Regions from separate parts of the Mus musculus genome. Here region 2 is linked to region 1. A link is a contact called in public promoter capture Hi-C data. All regions are on one chromosome and are shown on one strand. Each heading gives the region's core, a stretch centred on a gene start, on an enhancer-like site or on the middle of the called end of the contact. The rest is flanking DNA. Distances are from core to core; before and after follow the strand shown. Region 1 holds the start of Nacad (NAC alpha domain containing). Region 2 holds the start of Igfbp1 (insulin-like growth factor binding protein 1).

What was found. Promoter capture Hi-C pulls out the DNA fragments that hold promoters and counts their contacts.
Region 2: a contact with region 1 is called in a promoter capture Hi-C map of hippocampal neurons, with 2.8 times the contacts expected there. The contact joins the promoter of Igfbp1 here to the promoter of Nacad in region 1. A contact is called at or near these places in 2 of 39 promoter capture datasets (hippocampal neurons and neural stem cells).

Annotation. Positions count from the first base shown.
Region 1 is chr11:6,603,557-6,609,755 of GRCm38.p6, reverse strand. Nacad (NAC alpha domain containing) reads left to right here and starts at 3,702. Exons shown (of 8, transcript NM_001081652.1): 1 at 3,702-4,278. The coding sequence starts at 4,008.
Region 2 is chr11:7,194,665-7,200,863 of GRCm38.p6, reverse strand. It overlaps Igfbp1 (insulin-like growth factor binding protein 1), which reads right to left and starts at 3,077. Exons shown (of 4, transcript NM_008341.4): 1 at 2,533-3,077; 2 at 946-1,130; 3 at 1-95. The coding sequence starts at 2,905.

The DNA of each region.
Region 1 (6,199 bases), core at 2,453-4,952:
GATTTATTTATTATTATATGAAAGTACACTGTAGCTGTCTTCAGACACACCAGAAGAGGGAGTCAGATCTTGTTACGGATGGTTGTGAGTCACCATGTGGTTGCTGGGATTTGAACTCTGGACCTTCAGAAGAGCAGTCGGGTGCTCTTACCTACTGAGCCATCTCACCAGCCCCCTACTAACCTTTCTTAATGGTTCAAACCGAAGCTGTGTATTGATACCCGGGGGCGCCATTCTCACTGAACCACACTGCTTCATGACAGATGATAAGTCTTAGGATTACCTTCAGAACTTCCAGCTGAGCTGTCCTGGTAAAAGACGACATATTGTAAGGGTGTGAGCCACTCCTCGAGACTGCTTTTCTGGGATGTAGGGATCAAGTGTCAGGTCCCCAAATAAGTGAGATGTCCTGCAGCCTCCTTCAGGGACAGTACAGAAGTCCGAGGAAGAGGTTGGCTTCTGCCAGTCAGCCCCACTGTTGGGGCAGTTATCTGCCTTGAAAAACAAATGATGACATAGCTATTCTTTCTGGAACAAATTTTAAATTTTATGGCAGAAATTTTCAATCTAGTTTTTGGTTTGGGGCTTTTTGTTGTGTTTCTTGGAGACAGGGTCTTGCAGATAGTTTTGACTGGGCTGGTACTCACTGTGTAGACTAGGCTGGCCTTGAATGTGGAGTCATTTGGTTTTGCCTCCCAAAGACTGGAATTATGAGACATATTCCCAGACCCTACTTTGTACATGAAGAGTTATTTTACTTTTTTGGTTTTTTTTGTTTTGTTTTGTTTTGTTTTTGTTTGTTTGTTTTCTGAAACAGGGTTTCTCTTTGTAGCCCTGGAACTTGCTCTGTAGACCAGGCTGGACTCAGAGATCTAACTGCCTCTGCCTCCCAAGTGTTGGAATTAAAGATGTGTGCTACCAATGCCTGGATTGTTTTGATTTTTTTAGACAGGGTCTTACTGGTTAACCCTGGCTGTCCTGGAACTTACTACCAAGCCCTGTTATTAAATATGTTGGTACTGTTTTATAGACAGAAAAAAATGTTTTGAGGGATGATCTAAGGACTTGTTTGTTTGTTTGTTTGTTTTGTTTTTTCGAGACAGGGTTTCTCTGTATAGCCCTGGCTGTCCTGGAACTCACTCTGTAGACCAGGCTGGCCTCAAACTCAGAAATCCACCTGCTTCTGCCTCCCAAGTGCTGGGATTAAAGGTGTGCACCACCACTGCCCAGTGACATTTTTAAAATATATGTTTTTATGGGACCATCAAAATGACTCAGCTGGTAAAGCCATTTTCTGCCAAGCCTGACAACCTGAGTTCAATGTCTAGAACAAGCGTGGTGAAAGGAGGCAGCTGTCCTCTGACTTCCACATATGCAGTAACGTGCACTCACCACACACATTGGGCCTGGCATGGTGGCACACACCTTTAATCCCAGCACTCGAGGTGGACAAATCTCTGAGTTTGAGGCCAGCCTAGTCTACAAAGCGAGTTCCAGGACAGGCAGGTATATGCAGGGAAACCCTGTCTGGAAAAAAAGCAAAATCATAATTTACCAAAAGAAAAAAAAATCAAAACACTTGAAAAGTTAAGTCTTAAAAGTCCAGTCTCTTGGGCTGGTGAGATGGCTCAGTGGGTAAGAGCACCCGACTGCTCTTCTGAAGGTCAGGAGTTCAAATCCCAGCAACCACATGGTGGCTCACAACCATCCGTAACGAGATCTGACTCCCTCTTCTGGAGTGTCTGAGGACAGCTACAGTGTACTTACATATAATAAATAAATAAATAAATAAATAAACCTTAAAAAAAAAAAGTCCAGTCTCTCAACTGTGGACTTCTTTAAAATCCAAAATAAGTAATACACAAAATAAGTATTCCACAAGGGAAGAACCAGGGCACAGTTACAAAGTAAGCCTCTAGCAGTGTAGCTAGAAGATACTGCAATCTGGGCTCCAAACAGGCCTGAGCTCTTCCTACATGAAGGCTGTCTCCCAGACTCCACCCACAGCTGGTACTAGTGGTCCTACAGACCACTATCTATCTCCAAAGTACTGCGTTCTCAGCTGCTCGCTATAGCCCTTCATGTCTTCAGTACTAGTAAAGTAATTTCAAAACCATCTGGGATACTCTTACCCAATGCTGAGCTCAGCTGCCAGCTTGAAAGAAAGCTTTGGTCCTACTGGGTCTCAAGTGCTGTGTGCTGACGTGAGCAAATACTTTTCAGATTTGCCTCAGTGATGCTGGTCTCTAGTAATCACAGCTTACCTTTTCTTTCTAGTCCTAGCTAACCATTGTCAAGTCTCTGAGGAAAGCAAAGGTTTCATTTCAGTGGTGCTGGTCTCTTGTTAAAACCACAGCTGAAGCCGGGCGTGGTGGCGCACGCCTTTAGACCCAGCACTCGGGAGGCAGAGACAGGCGAGTTTGAGGCCAGCCTGGTCTACAAAGTGAGTTCCAGGACAGCCAGGGCTATACAAAGAAACCCTGTCTCGAAAAACAAACAAAAACACAGCTGACCCTTCAGCTCCAGCTAACCAGAAACCACAGATTCAAAAGAAAATTATACAAAAGCCCCCCGTAAAGTTGCTGCTTTAACAAGCCTGGTCTCCATCATCTGTATCTCTCTCAACTTTCCTGTCTCCAAACCCCTACAACAGCTCATTAAGCTCTCAGCAGCCAATGGTCTTTTCCAGCCCAAAGCTCCAGATACTTCCACAATCTTCCCACAAAACATGGTCAGATCACCACAGCCACAAACTCATTTTCTGGTACCAGTTGCTGGATTGATTAATTTGCTTCCTGTTGCCGTGATAAACACCAGGAACAAAAAAGGCAACTAGGGGCTGGGTGGTGGCACACACCTTTCTTTGGTCCCAGCACTCCAGAGGCACAGGCAGATGATCTCTGGGAATTCCAGGCCAGCCTGTCTACAGCGTGAGTTCCAGGACAGCCAGGACTACACAGAATAGAAAATAAACAAAAACCTGTCTCCAAAGAAGGAGGAGGGGTTTCACAGGAGGAATCAACTTAGATCCTTGGAGGTGAAGTAAGGGGTCCTTACGTGGACTATAAAGTCAAATATCAGAAGGACGGGGTGGGTTGTCAGCAACAGAGAGGGTGGGGCAGTTTTGCAGAAGATGCTGGTCTTATGTTTGGATGTGGTAAGGGTGCCAGGGGTACCTTGGTGTGCACCTCAAGTCAGGTATAGGGAAGTAGGGAACAGCACCTGACTTCCTGTAGACTCAGAAGATCCTATACATTGGACACTCCCTCCTTGTTTGCCTCAATAGCCACTAATTTCCCCGACTTCAGCTCACAGATGACAATGTGTCATTCATTCATCTGGTGCCTGGCACTGGGAAGGGGGGACGGGCTGGGCACTGCAAACGCCAGGATGGAAACATAGTGCATTTCAGGAAGGGAAATAGTAAGCATCATCTCTGGGGGTGTGGCCCAGGGCTGGCGGGAATAGTGAGTGAGGTACATTTCTTCCCTGTCCTAAAGAGCTGAACGGTGAAGGAAACAAAGCAGACCGCCAAGCTAGAAGTCAAAGATCCAGCTCAGCCCAAGAGATTGTCTGGAACCACTCTCTGGCGCACTCAGTTCCATCTCCCGTTGCCACAGAGACAGGAGGTAGTTGCTATGGAGACTGTCTGCCAGGACCAGCCAATCCTGAGCTGCTGTTTTCGCTCATCTTGGGGCTTAGGAGCTTAGGCTCCTTCACTGGGCTCCCTGTGTCCTCTGTCCAGTCATTGAGCGATAGGTTGGGCCATCACTTATTAAAGTGGCCCTGCCCCCTCTGCAGAATATATAGCTATCTCCCCATATTAACCCGCACCCCTGGTTCTGGAGACACCTTTTGTCTCTTTCCAGTTAAGAGGCGATGTCACCTTGGGAGGAGTCTGGCCTCCAAGCGGCCCCCCTTGGATGCTGCGGGAAAGGCGGGGCAGGGCGCAGCCTTCTGGCCTTAGACTCAGCAGTGGGAGAGAGGCGATGGGGTGAACGAAGGGAATGAGCGCCCTCCCTCTGGCGCTCCGCAGTGCTCGGCGCGCTGGCGCACGCTCACTCGGCTTGATAGGCGGGCGGGGCAGCGCTGACGTCATTTACGCCCCCCCCCCCCCCAGCAGAGGGGCGGTGGCCGTGCTGGCTACTCCGAGCGCATTGACGGACAGAGGGACAGAGAGACAGGGGTATCGGCAGGCACACGTCCAGGCCATGCCAGGGGAGGCTGCGGGCGCTGAGCTGCCGCTGCCTGAGGCAGGAGGGCCTGGATCCCGCACAGGTGAGACCGCGCCGGCTCCCCTTTCTGGCTCAATACCTTTTCTGGCTTTCTCTCTCCTCCATCCCTCTGCCTCCTCACAGTCCCCTCCCCTGTCTTTCCAGACCGGTTATTCCCTCCACCTGCATCTTTCCCCCACCCCCAAGCCCCAGGATTTCGTGAAGGCCTGGGCGCCGCAGACAGCATCCTCCTAGCCTTGTAGCTATGAAGGGCAGCGTCTTGGCCTTTCACTCTGGGCTGTGGGGACCGTAGTCTTTGGACCAAGTCCCATTTAGTTGTGTCTCTGTGCCACATTGCATTCCATTGTCCACAGAGAGCTGGGCCCCAGGACCGACGGTGGGGTGGCAGGTTTGGAAGCAGGGAGGCCCAAAGGGTCCTTGCAGGCTCATCCTGTGACCACCAGAGGGTTCTTAGAGGTACGTTGGGTGCCTAGGGCAGCAAGCGGCTAGACTTATAAGGGAGTTGTAGGGCCGATGGAACCTGGGAGGCTAGCCAGAGGACACCGGCAGAACCACGTCTGAGAGGTGGGGCTCTGAACAGCAGCTCTCCTGGCCAGCAGTGGTCTTCCTATGCAGACCTTGGATAAGAGGGGGCATTAAATGTTGGTAGAGGTCAGTCCACTTGCAGGCTGGAGGATACTCTTAAGTTTAAATGGTTCCTGCTGGAGATGGGCTGTGTGTAACTTGGGCAAAGCCAAGGGCACCTTGCTGGGTGCAAGAAGTTATCTAGGGACAGGATGGGCAAGAATGGGGATGGTGCCAGTGCTGTGCCAGGGTCCTGGGTGGGAGCTAACAGTTCCCATCTTACTCTTGCTGGGGGACAGGCAATCCAGGCTGGGACTCCCCAGGCCCAGTCATAAGCTAGTTTGCTTGGTGACCTTGAATGACACATACACACACACACACAAACATACACACACCTTGGCTTTTTATTTCCCTTCCATTTTAACCTTGGCCCAATTCTGCCCTACTGCCCTGGGGCCACACTAGGAAGTGGAGAAGGCAAGAGCCTAACTTGGGAACGCCCAGTGATGGCTACTAGCCACACCCACGTCGGTACCATCTCCCTCAAAGAACCTGAAAGAACCCCTCTCCCTTTCTGTCAGGACCTGATTGCTCTAATAGCCCAGCTTCTGGTCAGTGAGTCCAGCTGATGTCAAAGAACCCAGCGCTCAGACATTCCTGAGATCAGATATCAAGGAGGTGGCTGTCTCCCCTCCAGCTTCCCTCTCATCCCAGCTGAGAATTGCTCAGTAGCTGAGAAAGACAAAGCCGCCACGGTACAGGCGATGTTGCCCTGTCACCAGTGAGCATGGTAAAGCCGGCAGTGTTGGCTGTGTGCCTGCTGGAGCCGCAGGCCCCTAGGCACTGCTCCTCCCCCTCTTACGCAGGACGTGAACTGAGCTCTGGGGACAGACACTAGGAAGGCTTTAAGTGGATACTTCAGAGAGATGTGTTTTTGGCCTTGGTCCAGGTGAGGGAGGGGCTGTTACAGAGTCTTTTAAAAGGAGCACTCAGAGAAACACTTAACACAGTTGAGCTAAAAGCCACGAGACTCAAATGAATGTGCAAAGTGACCTGAGTAGGGACATGCAGCTCGCCATGAGGCAAGACAGCATTAGCCAGGAGGATAGGAGGGGCATGGGATGCTGCTATCTGGAGAGGTTTCTTTGCTACCTTCCTAAGTCCCTAAGTACTTTCTGACCCATAGTGCTCCACGGCCTGAGCATGTGTGTCCGGTGCAGCATGTCGGCAGAAGGCATGTCAGCCCATGAGCTTTTGTGAGCACCTGTACCTGACCCAGATGGTGCCTAAGACCTAGAGAAGGACCCCAGGGCAGACCAGGAGTTCCCAGCGTGCTGGAGGATCTGTTACTCTGAGCGGCTGTCTCCATGGAGAGGACATAGCCAGCCTTCCCTCAGCTG
Region 2 (6,199 bases), core at 1,828-4,327, 590 kb before region 1:
TTTGGCAGATAAAATTTGTAGATTTCATCTCCTGCTTTCTGTTGGGCTGCAGCTAATCTCTCTAGCACTTTATAGAGTTCTCGTTGGCAGGGCTCCTAAAAGGATAATTTTATATTAGCTTGAGTACAAGAGACAGAAACTTATCATTTTAGACAATGACTGAGACAGAGCAGGAGCAGCCCCCACCACCGAGGCACGGTATTCTAGGACTGTGAGTCAAAGAATATGCCCTATCCGGGCCTTATTTTCCATCTGCGTGCAGGACAGGTTGGTCTCAGGCTCAGGCTATGTGGATAAAGGACGAAGACACTCTCGTCCTTCCTCGGTGGCAAGAGCTGGACTGATGGTGTAAAATGCTTCCCGACCCTGGCTATTTGCTGAATAACTTGAGCACCTGAACTCTGGGAGAAAAGACTCAGTCTCTCTATATGGAATTTAGAATCAGAAATACCTAGCTTTTCAAACAGCCATCCTTGCATTTGACATATGTCATGTTGATTATGGAGCAAGGCATTCCTTTGGATAATTTCCAGATGAAATTCTAAAGTGCCCCTAACAATGTTTATTCTTCCACTTCATTGGGCGGATTGGTACTTCTTCAATGCCTCTTCGGTACTTTCTCTCCACCTTTGGTTCTCTGTCGCCCCCAAGTGGTCAAATTGAAAACTAGCCAGTAAACTAAAGAAGTTCTTGCTGCATAGTTGAAGGCTGGCAAAATCGTGGAGCCTGATGGTGGTAACAATTATTGAACATACTCAGTGACAAAGAAACCTAGACTAAAAATGGCCTATTTTATGCTGTATTTTTAAGGAGGCAAAGATACATCAGGGATGGGAGTAGTTATACTCCTGTGCCCAGCCTCATGTTTGGTGCCCTTTAGGAATTGTCTAGACTAAACTCTTCACTTCGATGGATATACCTGAAGGTCTGAGTGCAGGGTCTCACCTTCCATTTCTTGAGGTCGGCGATCTCCCGGGCCCGCATGCTGCTATAGGTGCTGATGGCGTTCCACAGGATGGGCTGATCCTCGCGGGATGGGGCCATCAGGTGGAAGCTGTCCAGCAGCTGCTCCTCTGTCATCTCTGGGCTCTCAGAAAGCTCATCCGCGGAGACCACAGCAGCCTTTGCCTCTGAAAAGCAAACCCCACATATGCATGAGCCCCTGGAGGTGCCACTCCTCCCCACGTATGCATTATCCCCTGGAGGCGCCACTCCTCCCCACGTATGCATTATCCCCTGGAGGCGCCACTCCTCTGCCAACTCACTTCTTGCCCTTAAGACCGATCAATCGATAATGGTCAGGGGAAATCAGAATTTTTTTCACCGATGACTCTTTGGGAACAAGTATGGCCAAATAGCAATACTATTCTTTTCTGGGAAAATGGTATATTCCGGGGTGAGGCAATATTCTGGGGTGGCAGAGAGAGTGGGGTAGGATATAACCTGAAGACGCCAAGGACTAAGGCCAAGGCTTGAGCCCATCAGTGGTGAGCCTTGACCCCTCAGCCCTCCTCTCCACCCCACAGAAAGAGTCTAGTAAGACCCCAGGACAGGTATAGTTTAGTTAGAAGAAAGTTCTAGAATGTAGCCTTCCCCACCTAGACCACCATCCTGCTCTTTTTTGGGAGCCCTGCTTTCCTGCACACTAAGTCACCTCTCGGGTGGCCTCTCGAAGAGGAGGCCATCATCAGATATCAATGAAGAGGGCCCACCCCCCACTCAGGACCATTGGGGTAGCTCTAACTTCATTCACTTGAAAGGCTCAGATGCCTGCAGTACAGCTTCCCATCAGAATATGGAACCACGTGGCTCCTCCACACCCACACAGGACGTGCATGCAGCCCAGATGGGGAGATAGGGGCTGGAGCAGAGGAAGAGGCATTTTCCAAGCTTCCTACTACAAACAAACCAGTGCTTAAATTCAGGAAAGAGCCTGATTGTCAGACTCCTAGCAGGCAACGTACACATCAAACACTGTTTGTCTATAGCGATGAATGGAAGTGAAGGTCTGGGCCTCAATTTTCACATTATGTTCTGTAAACATCTGGGAAGCACATACGGCGTGGCAGGATATATGCTACAAAGGACATTGCAAACCTCCTGGGGGCAGCAGGAGGACTCCCATTCTAAACCTCCCTGGACCCTCCAGCCATTGGAACTGCCAAGGGCAGAACCCACAGGAGGAGGCCGGAGGTGCTTGAGCCAGCACCCCACCCACCTGGCAGCCCCATAGCTCCCTCCACCTCCACTGAAAGACCGAGTAGGATCATTACTACCTAACCTGCAAACTTTCTTCACAACTCTCCACTCTACATGGGGTGCTTGGACCACCCCTTCTAGGATGTTTCCTGGGCAAGACCACACACAGATGGACCTCACTGAGAGATTTATTTGACTATAACAGCTTAAACCTCTTAGTGGGCCAAGAGTGCCTTTGCCCTATCTGCTATAAGTTTCCGATAGGCCTCTGCTGGCCTAGGAAGCACGTATGTCCCAGCCAAGAGATCTAGAGGCAGAGATGGACTGCAGTACCTTCATGCTGGGAGCTGAACAAGGTGCTCGTGGCGGGTGCAGCAGGTTCTGGTACACAGGCTCCCTGACCACGGGTGAGGGCATGCAGGGGACGAGGCTCTCCTGGCAACGCACGGCAGCTGAGTCCCTGGGCGCAGCGAGCAGTGGCCACACCGCAGGCAGCACCCATCGGCAAGGCACATGTCGGGCAGCAGCCACAGCCTGCAGGCCGAGAAATCTCGGGGCACGAAGCGGGCACGGGTGGACAGAGCCCCAGCCTCTCAGCAGTGCAGGGAGCACAGTGCCATGGCTGGGGGGCTCCAGCGGCCACGCCAATCTGGAAGGACAGGAGAATCAGGAACGGCCAAGAAACAACAGTTAGGAACTCGGGCATCGCAACTGGTTCAGCAGGCTGTGGATGAGACTCTGGACAGGCAGCAGTTGCTCAGTGGTCACGACTTTCTGAGTAGATAGTAGTGGCAATGGTGGTCACAGCTCTCTGGGCAGACGGCCGTGTGCAGTGTTCAATGCTCGCTGGGTGTGTGTCTCCGCGGGCAGTGGACCATGCTGGCTGGTCGTACCCAGAGCCTTATGAAGGGCTGGCTGTGCGGCACAGGTTAATGATTGTCAGGGCAGCGTGCTAGGACCCCAGTGTTCAAAATAAGTTTGTTTTGCTTGTGAGCTCTACACAAACCGTGGGTGGAAGGGGGTAAAGGGATCAGGTTTTCTACTATGTTTGTCCCGTGGTGATGGACTGGGACAGGAGCTAAAGTCCAACTCTGTCAGCAAGCTGCTAGCCAGATGGGGGAGGGCACTTGCTTTTGTTCAGGGGAAATCAAAGACCTAGCCGGCCAGGCTCACAGAAAACCTAAGCGACTAAAGAAAGAACAGATTAGACCAAGAAGGCTTCAGGCCCCAAAGGGAAGGGAAGAGTGGGGCTCTCCGTGACAATGCCCACAGTTGTTTCTCCCTCCCCAGGAAGCCTCTAGCCATCAAAGGAAGAAATCCGTAGTTCACCTCCTGGCTCCTGGCTATAAATTCCAAAAGAACAGTTGTGCCTTCAAAGAGAGAAAGTGCTAGGACTCCGGGCACTTGGTCTATATCGCCATACCCAAGCTGTCTCTGACAGTCTAATGGTCTAGTGTAATTGAGATGCTTATCAACGATCAAGTCTGACAGCTTTTTCTGCATCATTTTTTCATTCTTTTATATCACAAGGAAAACTTCAGAAATGTTTAAGGGCAATCTGAAATAGGACTCACCTTGGAATCTCACCAAAACTTCCCAGAGAAAACTGATCATGGACCACCCCCCCCCCTCCTTGCCTGTGAATATCTTCTAAGTCCCCAGGTCTAGATTTTTGTCTCCCACATACCTTTGTGTCTATCTGCTGACCTGGGTGCTAGATCAGAGCGACCAACCTCTAGCAACAGCTTGGAGCCTCTTACCTTGTCCTTTTTGGTATTGCTTTGGGGTGGGGTAGAACCCTGAAAACTGTACTGTACCACAGTGTTGCGTGCTTATCCAGCCCCTCACTTTCTTTAGCCATGGCATTTCAGAAAGCCTTGGAGATTTTAGCCCCAGGCTCTAGAGGAGGATATTGAAGGCAAAGGTTGCAGGAGATTTTAGGTCAAGGTCACAGAGACTGCCCTGGAACACCCTGGACAAACTCTCACATCCCTGTGACCCAGCAGTTCATCACTGCACCCTGAAGCTTGGCCTTGGGGGATGGCTTCCTGGGTGACTTGACTAAAGCACTTTAAACACATGTGCACCGATGCATCGCCTACCAATGTCTGCCCTCTCATTCAAAGAAACCAGCATAGGTGCCCACTACTGAGCAGGTATGTTAATAGTGACTGGCTGGCTTTTTAATTCGAGGTACAGAAAAAGCCTAGCAGATAAGGAATCAGAGGCATAGGCCAGTGGGCCACAGTGAGCAGCACACTTGCCAGGAGAGAGGACTCATGGGGTGGGAAGGTAGGTTATGCCAGATAAAGACTGAGGAAGAGTCCCCATATGGATAGAGAATTCAGGAACTCAGCTTCATCACAAAGCAAAAGGCAGCAGGCGCAGGCTGACCATTCGCATCCGACCACAGAAGCACCTTTCTTGTCTCCAGAGAGAGACAGGGGACCTGTACTGACTCTGCTTCTGGCACTGCCACTGTTCTGCCTACAGCCACTGCTGAAGGAGCTGGGTGTTAAGAGAAAGGGACCCTGAGGCTCAGAGGCCAGAAGTCTGTGAAAGCCTGTGGCTACAGATGATGACACAGACAGAGCTCACTCTAAAGCTGTCCCTACACAGCCTACATGTCCACAGTCAGACACTGGATAAGGAAGTCCTGGAGCAGTCCCTGAAAAGCTCAGCTCATCGTGAGCCACACAGAGCAGTTCTTTCTTTCCTATAATCTTTACAAAAGATGTTCTTCAATTAAGGAAAACTGCCGCACTAAGGAACATTGGGAGGATATGAGATTGCTGAGCAAAAGCAGCTGTGATTGTAAATATACTGAATACCTGGAGAAGAGTACAAACCAACAGCAGACAGGCTGGCCACCAGGGGAGGGGTGATTCTGGGGCCTGAGGACAGATTGTTTTTTTCCTGTGCCCTTTTTGTAGCCTTCTGGATCTGCACTGTGTGCTTGTAAAAAGAAAAATCACACTGGGCTACAGATACAGGTGTGGGACAGAGTGCTTGCCTGACATGCACAAGGCCCTGCGTTCGATTCTCCAGGCCTGAAAAAAAAAAAAAAGAGAGAGAATATGGAATTACCCTGATACACATTCCCGAGCTCCCTGGCCTCATGAAATGACTGGACTTGGCAAAGCCAGATTTTACTCAACTTGGAAAGTTTCCCTAAAAGGGCAGCTGGACCAATATCTGCCATAGCAGCTGGAGAAAGGTCAGGTGACAAAGCTGCTCCCAGATACTCATGGTATCTGGGAGTGTGTCTCTGATTACATTTGTTTCTTTGTTTGTTTGTTTGAAACAGGGTGTCACTGAACAGTCTAGACTAGACTCGAACACATGGCAATCCTCCTGCCTCAGCTATGCCAGTTTCTTTTTTCTCACAGAAATACCCCAAATTCAGTTTGTTAAGGAATTCATCAACTGATAAACACTCAATTTTTAAAAGAGTTTATTTTTGATAATCTGTATGGGAGAGGAATTTGTGTGCATGTGAGTGCAGGTGCCCTTGGTGACCAGTAGAGGGCATCAGGTCTCCCTGCAGCTGGAGTTCCAGGTTGTTGTGAGCCACCAGACAAAAGTGCTAGGAACTGAATCCAGGTCCTCTATAAGAACAGTGTGTCATGTCTGCAGCCCCTAACGCTTAACTGGAAGCTATTTGAAATGAATAGCTTGTCCCTAAATAATTTCATTTCTGGAAGCTCTGAAGTTTCACTTGACTTCTTCGACTTGTAATCGCTATCCGCACTTGAAATGTTTACTTTATGAAACACAGGAAAGGCACAACAGTGACAAATATTTGGGACTCTCTGCCAGGCTATCGCCACAAATAGTTTGTTCTGCTGCACCATTGCCCAGCACTCATCCGGTCGTCCCTTCCCTGATTCCTCCCTCTCCTGCACATAGCGGTCCTTCCTCCTTTCCAAAGATTGATGTCCCAATGTTTCCATTGCTTACCTCACAGTCACACAAACCAAACAGCCACCAAACTCCTCTT